Regions from separate parts of the Hordeum vulgare genome. Here region 2 is linked to region 1. The links are chromatin contacts, called in public Hi-C maps. All regions are on one chromosome and are shown on one strand. Each heading gives the region's core, a stretch centred on a gene start, on an enhancer-like site or on the middle of the called end of the contact. The rest is flanking DNA. Distances are from core to core; before and after follow the strand shown. Region 1 holds the start of LOC123403705 (F-box protein At5g03100-like). Region 2 holds the start of LOC123404187 (DExH-box ATP-dependent RNA helicase DExH11).

Region 1 (4,899 bases), core at 1,654-4,153:
ATAGTTCGATACTACTGGATAATTCAATACAAATTCTAATACTGGATAGTTCAACTATTGGATAGTTCAATCCAAATTCAACCATTATATACTTAAAATTCATCACAGATCTCCTTCAACTTCTTCACATTGTCCTTATAGCCATGGTTCCGTTTCATCATATCAGAATTGATGTGCTCCAGCTTTTTCTTCTCTTTCTTCATTTGGTCTCTCTCTAGCACAAGCTGGTCCCTCTCCTTCTCTGCCTTCGCCCTGAGTACCTGATGTGGATTGGTGGAAGAATAGTCTGCCAACTTCTTCTTCTCAATCTCCTCTTTTAGATCACTGATAGCCAACCTAGCACTGCCAAGCTGACTAATAGCCTCCTCCTTGTCAGCCACCATTTTTGTAAAATCAAGTTTGAAAAATCGAAGCTCTTCCTCCATCCTCCTCTTTTCTCCAATTATTTTGAAATTTTCTTCACCCAGCTTCAGTTTATCTCTGATTCTGTCCTCGTTTTCTTTGTCATGCATGCTCCGCAATTGACCTATGCAAGAATGCATAGCAACTGACCACTCAGGGTCTATCCATTCCAGATAGAAGCATTTTTCTTCTGCCTAAAATTCAAAACAATTTCAGTGATTAACATGCATGAAATTGAGCGGAGCAGAAAACTAACTAAGATTAACTAATTACAGTGCAACATACCTTCTCCTTTGCACAAGCAAGAAAACATCGTCCAGTATCAGTATATTGAAATGCAACTTGCCTGAGGCAAGGCTCTAGATGCATATAACGAAAAAATAGTTCATGAGCAATGCCACTCCATTCATGGCATGTGATAGTCCTAGGAAGCTAAAAACAGAAGACACCGAACTGTTATGAAATCCCGAAATGAAGAACCGTAAACCTACTCGTAAATGCTGGAAACCCAAAATTAACGTACCTCGCTAGTCACACTATCGTCATCCCAAGAAGAGCTTGATCCCTCGCTCCAAGAAACCATGGCAGATTAATTGGCAGACCTAAATCTACTGGAGAACCTAAATATATTTAAACAAGTTAACTAGCAGACTTAAATATATCTATATTGAGAACCTAAAAATATTTAAACAACTTAACTCGCAGACTTAGATATATATACCGGAGAACCTAAAATATATCCAAATCTACTGGACAACCTAAAAATATTTAAACGACTTAACTAAGTCACCTAAATATATCCAAATCTACCGAAGCATACGAAAACGATTGTTGAATTTATCCTTGAAGCGTGCGAAGAAACAACGAACGACGAACCACCACCTTTACCCACACCTCCACCTCTACCTACACCACCACCACCACCACCACCACTTGTGTCCCCTTCTTCACTCCTCTTCACCTTCTTCTTCCTCTCCACCACACCATCTCCTCACCATCCACACCTCCACCACCCCACCATCATGGCACAAAATGAGACCGTAGGCCGGTGGAGATCGGTAGGATGTATTGATTCAACGGATTGAATAGGAAAATGGGCGGAGGATGGAGGAGATCGGAGGGGGGGCGAAATGAGGGAAGAAAAACGAGAGAGAGAAGAGGAACTAGGAAATGAGGAGGAAGAAGGCTCGGCAGGGGTTATCCAGGGGTTTTTGGCCTCCGGAGGCCGATGGGCCCTCTTCGGCCACCCCGAGGCCGACAGGTGGCTCTTCGGCCACCCGCAGGTCGACAGGCCCACTTCGGCCTCCCACAGGCCGACAGGTCCCCCGTCGGCCCACCAGAGACTGACGGGGTGCTAGTTTTGACATTTTAAAAAATGCACATATGCTTTTCCAATTTATTATAAAATAAGTAGTAGTTTTGAAAAACAAATCCTTTTCTTGGCGCCGCTTTTAAGCTTTTTTCCCATGATTGAAGCTTTTCTTGACAACGATGGCGAGCGGCAACGACACGAGATGCAAGAACGACGACCAACAATGAGGACGGCCGCCTAGGACGACGACCAGCAACGAGGACGGCCGACGAGGGGTGGCGGCGGGAGAAGGACCGCTCGACCGGGAGGGCGGGGGCCGGGGGAGCTCCGCTGCATGTTGGACGAAGACGGCTGACGAGGGGTGACGACGTGAGAAGGACTGCTCGACCGGGAGGACGGGCGCCGGGGGAGCTCCGCTGCATGTTGGACGAAGACAGCCGACGAGGGGTGGCGACGTGAGAAGGACCGCTCGACCGGGAGGGCGGGCGCCGGGGGAGCTCCACTGCATGTTGGACAAAGACGGCCGACGAGAGGCTCGCGTTCGTCGATTGAAGGTTATGGGCGAGAAAGGAGTCCAACGGCCAAGGTGACCAGATCCGACGCACAGGGTGCGACCGGCCCAGATCACTCCCCATCAAATAACGCATCTTGACTGTTTGTCACATCTGCAAGATGATTGGGTCACTCCGCGGGTCAGCTCAATATAATCCCAACCAAGCAACGGGCCACGCGAACACGAAAGGATCTCCCCCTTTCCAGAAAAGAGAAGGGGCAAGAAAAACATAGAAATGGAGGTGGTGGTGGCCTCCGAAAGGGTGTGAAACGAGCGCAGAGCACAAAACGGCGGAGGCCGGAATGAAGGAATTGTTTATCACTCCATCAAAATTTTCTTTCGGAAAAGAAAGCAACGAAGCCGTTCGGAAAGCAGCTGTCTGGCTGGGCGAGAGGAGAGGAAGGATGCGAACGCGCCGTGTGAAACGGGGCGATCCGGCGACCGGGCACGAGGCCGAAACCAAAAAGGGTGGGGCGCCCGACGCGACCGACCGATGCGTACGCAACGCCGACGCGACGCGACGCAACGGTGCGGACGCGACGCGGGCCGGGGATGGATGGATGGATGGAGGGAGAGACGGACGGACGGGCTGCTGCTGAGTGCTGACCGCCGCACCAAACAAAGGTAGAAGAGTGGTAGACGAGGGACGGGCCAAGAGGCAAGAGGAGAGAGGGATTGGAAGGGGAGACGCAACGCGCACCGCACCGGCGAGACGCCTCCACACGTCTCTCCCTCCCCCCTTCGCCTTCGCCGTCCCGGTCCAGTGACCCCAGCGGCACGCACGCACGCACGCGGCCAGCCCATCACGCCCCCACCTGCGAATCCAGGTCGATGCGGACGGGGTAGGGGAGAGGAGGGGGAAGAGGAGGAGGATGGAGATGGAGCGGCGGCGCACGGCGGGGTGGGAGGACCGCATCTCGGAGCTCCCGGACGCGCTGCGGCTGCAGATTCTCAGCCTGCTGCCGCTCAAGTGCGCCATCCGCACCGGCGCGCTCTCCTCGCGGTGGCGGGACCTGTGGGAGCAGCGCTGGCCGGTGCCCTCCTCGCTCCGCCTCCGCGTCCCGCCGGGGCCCTCGGGGGCCCAGGCCCAGCTCGCGGCCGTCGACCGGCGCGGGCGGCGCCGGGTCGACGTCTTCTCCCTCGCCTTCCACGCGGGCCAGCTCACGCAGCCCGACCTCAAGCGCTGCGTCGACTACGCCGCGGCCTGCGGCGTCGAGGACCTGCAGCTCCGCCTCGACGGCGCCGGCGGACGCGGCGCGCGCGGGGGCCAGCGCCGCGCCGGAGCCCTCTCCGTGCACTTCCCCGTCGGGAGCCCGCTCCTGGCACGCCTCTCGGTGCGTGGGCTCCACCTCACCGCCTCCGCCAACGCCATGGTCGCCACGCTCGAGGTCATCCACCTCCACTCCGTCTCCATCACCGACGCCGCGCTGCGCCGGGTCGTCGCTGCCTGCCCCTGCCTCCGCGACCTCGAGCTCCGCTACTGCCGCCACCTACGCCGCATCGACTTCACCACCGTCGGGGCCGCCAACCTCAGGAGCCTCACCGTCGTCGACTGCTCACGCACCACCGAGCTGCGGGTCCCCGCCGCACGCCGCCTCCGCTCCTTCCGGTTTAGCGGGCCCTTCCTCTGCAGCAACCTTTTCTCCGGCGTCGGAGACTGTTTCCAGGATCTCTATCTCTGCTCGGGCGGGCCAGAAGCCGGCTTGCCGTCCACCAATTTGCCCTCGTCGGTTCCTTACCTTGCCCATATCACCACCCTCACCATATGCAGCATTGCCCTCCAGGTTCGTCTCCGCATCTATTCCGTTTCCTTCTGATGCAGCACTTTCCATTGCCTATACGCTTATACTTTCTCTATCCTGTCTACCTCTAGTATGTGTCTGCGTCACTAGCCACCATCGTCAAGGAGACCAACCTCCGCAGATTGAAGGAGCTTCAGTTGCTCATGTTCGGGATGGCCAACTCCAACCTCGCAGACATTTATAGCTTCCTCAAGACCTGTTCCTGTCCTCAGTTGGAGAGGTTCTTCGTGCAGGTTGTTGTCTTTATGCCCAATTTATTTGATCATAGTCCATCCATCCGTTATATGTATGCCTGGATGTTTTGATTCTCAATATATGGCACTTAATATGACAGCTACCAACAAACACCCATGATTCGTTCACGAGGACTTACTTGGAGGTGCCAGAGGAAGAACGGCCTGAAGAGGGTTTAGAAAACCTTCAGCTGGCCAAGATGACAAACTTCAAGGGGCATCACAATGAGATGCGTCTGCTGGACTTTCTGCTGACGAGGGCCAGTTGCCTTCAGAAATTATTCCTGGTTGCTCCTAAAGAGGATCACCCACAAGGGCTCCGAAAGGTTCAGCCAGATGTGCTGCCCCTTTCTCGAAAGGCAGAAATTCTTCAAAGAGCTTCAGCAGGCACCCAGATAGTTTTCAGCGGGCCTGATAGTTCTCAGGTCCAGCCACTGCACTCGGAAGTCTTCATCAGATTTTAGCTTGAAATTAGCAACAGCGCTGTAGTTTGATTGCTCATTCTAAATCATTACATTTATAGCTGTTAGGCAAAAGGCATGCAATACAAATCTGGGACACAAACAGAGTATGGTAGAACATTTTCGCAAATTTGTA
Region 2 (4,899 bases), core at 1,331-3,830, 280 kb before region 1:
AGTTTCTTAATGTTGATAGCTCACATGCACAAAGAAATTTTGTGCCATCCTAACTAATACCAATAAAATTAAAAAAAAAATCATATAGTTGCTAGGTAAATTGAAATTGAATGTTTCCTATTCATGGTAATTTACAAGGTGTAGACTGTCAAAGCACTGAGATATGGAACCACACTATCACCGATTCACTGGTGCATGGACCACTACACAAGCATGTGGCATGGTTGTGCCTATAGAACATCATGTTAAATGAAATGTAGTTCAGGCTCTTAAACAGCATAACACACTGATGCTCATCAGCATAGGAAACTTCAGATATTCGGATAAAAGGTACAGATGCTAATGAGTAGTTACCTCCTTCTGGAACTTATCCAATTCAAAGGGATAGTCAATTGCCATATCCGGAACAAGTTTGTGGAAGTTTGTCACAATAGAATTATCCCCAACAACAAGTGCCCAATCCTATTGAGTGAAATGGAAACAAATAACAATCAGTGGTTCGGTTTTCTTCAGAAATGTTGCTGCTTCTGCAACACCAAGCACCAATGAAAATAATGGAATAAGAAACACAACAGATGAAAAAAGTCGCATTTTTTTAATATTAATGTGCACCCACCGTGCCCTCCTGTGCTGGCTTATCATCAACTAATCCACTTGTTTCTCTGCGGGTATCTCTCACTTCAGATGATAACATTTTGTCCAAGTCCGTTTGAGCTTCAGAAATATCTCCTCTGATATTAGCTTCCAGTTTGTCAGTGTCTGCCATTGGAAGAGTTTCAGAAGCATCTTGCAACTTATCAACCTTTCGTTCATTGACATCTACAAATGGGAAATTGAAGGATTAACACACAAACCATATAAGACTTAATAGCATTGAGAAGCACATGTAGCATATATACAGCTCTTTCTTTAAGTAACCGTATCGTATATATTATTATTTTTACAAGAAACCATACTCTGTACATGGTAGTAATAGGCATTTTATCAATTACTTCATATTCCATCTCTAAGTGTAGGTTTTTGTGTGATCCTTGCGGGCAGCATTTTCAAACTTTGGTCTATCTTAGAAATGCTTTCATAATTCATTGCTTTTGTCTTTTGCTAGTATTAAAAAACATATTCAAATTATTGCATTGAGACTGTGAAAAGTCAAAATGGCATATCTGTAGGTGTAGAAAGTAGCTGCTGCGATTCAAAGCAAGAGAATATACTCATGTGACTTGAACATATGAAGTACGGCAGCAATAAATTACCGTTGGCTCCCTCGTCTCTAGCCAGCTCACAATCATCTTCATGTGGCACAATGTTGACATCATCTTCCTCCCAAGCTATCTTGAACAAATCATCAAACTGCACCGAGTACTTATCCTGCAGGACCATGGGGCAATCAGAATATAATGACAAAACTGCAGCGATGTGGATGTTGAACCGTGAGCATCTAAGCTGGTTACCGTCGTGTCATTTGATGAAGATGCAGGTTCCTCAACATGCTCCCCGTCCTGGAAACACTTCCAGTGGCTGTTATACTCCTATATAACATAAGACAGGAGTTGTTAGTTGTTAGTTGTTACTGCCCCAGTTTAGAACACCCATATCATTCCTTGGTAAAACGAACAAACACTTCGATATTTAACAAGGACCGAACCTTCAACTGGCCCAAGTCCAATCCCTTGGGGAACCCTGGCGGAGCGTTTAGAGCGGGGCCACCACTCATAAGCTCACGCACCCAATCGCCATTTCGCGCACCCTCTGGAAATGCCTTCTCCAATGCTGCCGCCTCAGCTGCATCGTCCTGCAGGCCCCCCGGGCGGAACGGCCGGCTGTTGACTCTCCCCCTCACAAAGTCTTTCGCCGGGCCTGGCATCCGTGGCACCATCCCCCCATTCCCCGAATCGAACACTTGGCTCATCTCCATCTGCACAGACTCAGGGTCCCAAACTTGCTGCTCGGACGACGAGGACAACGATCTTCGGCGAAAAGGTGGCTCCCAGGCGGGCACAAGCATGGTGCGCGGGGCAGAGGGCTCCAGAGGCGGCCTGGCTAGGTCGAACCAGTCTACATCCCACACCCTGCCGTCATTGGCCGCGGTGGGGACGTAGAGCTCGGGATTGAGGTAATTAGCCTCGAGGTACTCCTTCACGCTGCTGGGACTCTCGGGCGGGTAGGCCGGCGGCTGCGGTTGCCATTACAGCATCGGTGGGTTTAGGGTTCAGACTTCGCACTGAGTAAAAAACGTGCAGCGTGGGACGGAGTTTCGGGGGTCGCGTACCAGGACGAAGTCGGGCACGGGGTTGGGCGGGTGGGGGGTAGGGTCGAGGCGGAGGTGGCCGCCATGGCCGGAGAAGCTGATGCGGAACGGCACCTCGCTCGCCGGCGATGCGGTGAGGTCGTCCATGGAGGCCACCGCGACAAGGCGGTCCGTTAATCTCTCCAATGAACTCTGCTTCTTCACAAGCTTAATAGGGCGCGGGCGGAGCTAAGCGGCGGCCGGAGTTGGGGCCGCGGGGCGGCGCCGGAGATGGGGGGCTGGGGATGGCGTCGGCTCGGCTGCACGCATACTCTGATGCGTAGGGTCTGTCTGGCTAGTCGACTGGCTTCGCCCGCTCGGCTACGCGGTGCGACTCGACCAGCTTCTAGCATGTCCAACCGGCGCGACATGACTGCTTTTTTCTTACGGAAAAACACATGGGGCGTGTTTGGCACCCGTACTCCGGGCTGGCTAGCTGAAGCCGATGAGATGTGTGAGCAAATTCAGCCTTAAAAAACAACTTCTATCGTATCGTTTTAGTTGTCCGTATTTAGTCTTTTCGTATTAAGGATCAACTAGTAAAAGTGCCCGTGCGTTGCACCGGGTTAGATTGTCGATTTTTGAATCATGTATTTCGTATTTGACCCCCCTTCCATCATGTTCTTCGTCAACATCTACTTGAACTCCGCACCGCCTTTGAAATGCAAGTAGGTATGTAAACATATGACAAATGATTATATATAGTAGCGACTAATACATATACAAACTCTCCAAGCAAAAGAAAATAAAAGGTACTAATAGAAATAATTTCCTCTATATGAATGGTTGCCCAGCAGCTCCGAAGAACAGCTACCTGCATCTGTATCAGTAGCAATTGAAAGTTAAGTTGTAAATAAAGGCAGAAACTGCTCGGCACAAACTTGAAAATTTGATTTTTGTAAGAGATATAGCAATTCCAATGATCATTATTTTAGCAGTCTTATTTTACTTTTTTCCGTAAAATTTAATATCCGTAGATCATAAGATGACCTGCATGATTATAGATTTTAAATATATTCAATTAAGTCCAAATGGCCGAAAGAGTTGTTCATGACTATAATGAATTGAACAATGCCTGTATTTCCTTTCTGAGAGGATTCCTGTACTATAATTTGGACCTTGCTGGCATAGTTGGGTATTGAAAACTCATTATTTCATTTAGTTCATTGACAATTGTTTCTATGGGGAACCGGACCCATGGAAGGAATTTTTTTCTCCAAAGGTCCTCATATTTCTGTTGTGTGTCTTTGTATGTATACAGGTCAAAAGAGACATGCCTAAACCGCATGAAGGTGTAGTGATTTTTTTCTCCACATGTTATGAAGGATTGTTTATATTGTAACAAAAGCAAACAGAAACTACAACAACAACTACCATGTTTGTAACTAAAGCAAACAGAAAATACAATGACAACTACCATATTGCATTTAAGTTATTTATGCCACATATTTTTTTCCATTCTTCTATGCCCATGTAAAGTTTGTGCACGTCTGCAACTCGCTTCGTTCAACTGCGCCTTCATGATATGCTTTCTGTTATGTAAGCGGTAAGCCTATCCATTTGCAGTTCCGAATAGGATCTACTTCACTTCTCATCATAGGCGATGCCACCTGACTTTCAGTTTGAGTAGCTTCTTCAAGGTCGTCAAAAAAGTCTGCTTCAAACAACCCTCGCAGACTTTGGGTAGATCCGAGGGAAGCAAATTCATTATACAACAGTGCAAACAAAGGAAAGTTCCATGATCAAGTTCAGTTAACCATGAAACAACTTTTAGTTCTAAGCTCAAGGTTACTTGATTTTAAGTTTTTACATGACCGGTCGGACTATTGCTCGCTATAATTGAAACTGTGAGGAATAGAGGCACCAGAAGTTGACAACCAAAGTAGCAGGGTTGTTTTTAAGGGTGTCGAGGCATTACATACCTCTGGTGTAGCCATCGTTAGCGATATTGGACAGCTCGACATATGTTCTTCTACCTCCGACGAACTCGAAGCTTCTTCCTCCGGCGAACTTGAAGCCAACATGATGCTTTTCTGGTCCAACTACTCCAGGATTTGATCGATTTTCTGGTCCAACTACGCAACCTGATGGAGACGCCAGCCGAGGATCCTCAGCGAAGTCTAGCCTTGGTCGAGCAATCCATTGTTTTGTGTTGGAGAAGGACACCGTCACGAATTCAATCCAAGTCAGACATGGCAACAGGAGAAGGCCCTGCCAGTGGCAAACATGTCACAGCGGCGTGCTCTCAGCCGGCACTGGTGGACGGCGTACTCACCCTGCCTCCTCGATGCATGCTCTCCCTCCACCAGCAGCGCTTGCGGTCGATGCTAATTTCAAGAACCTTTTTAGATAAGAAAATGATTACTGAACTTCATTGCAAAAAACTTACCCCCAAATAAAGCACTGGCACCAGAGAATAAGATCAAAGGAGAGACCTGCACAAATAAATTATCACCTCCAATTAAATGAAAATGTAACAACATTGTGATCTTAACAGTTACAGATGTTAGATGTGTATAGTCCCTTTTTGGTTTAGACATGAGCGCGTCCATCCGATGGCTGCAACACTGCTTCTGAATGTGCGCTTGATATTCTTTCCATATCAAATAATA

The links. Hi-C and Micro-C count contacts between places; a contact is called where the count stands out from the background.
Region 2: a Hi-C map of leaf shows a contact between it and region 1, with 6 times the contacts expected there. The contact joins the promoter of LOC123404187 here to the promoter of LOC123403705 in region 1. A contact is called at or near these places in 3 of 6 Hi-C or Micro-C datasets (leaf and seedling) and 1 of 1 datasets of contacts at active chromatin or transcription factors (embryo).

Annotation. Positions count from the first base shown.
Region 1 is chr6H:92,038,285-92,043,183 of MorexV3_pseudomolecules_assembly, reverse strand. LOC123403705 (F-box protein At5g03100-like) reads left to right here and starts at 2,903. Exons shown (of 3, transcript XM_045097618.1): 1 at 2,903-4,051; 2 at 4,141-4,302; 3 at 4,404-4,899. The coding sequence starts at 3,140. The coding sequence ends at 4,766.
Region 2 is chr6H:92,320,485-92,325,383 of MorexV3_pseudomolecules_assembly, reverse strand. It overlaps LOC123404187 (DExH-box ATP-dependent RNA helicase DExH11), which reads right to left and starts at 2,580. Exons shown (of 22, transcript XM_045098102.1): 1 at 2,270-2,580; 2 at 1,646-2,173; 3 at 1,452-1,529; 4 at 1,254-1,368; 5 at 617-819; 6 at 355-462. The coding sequence starts at 2,395.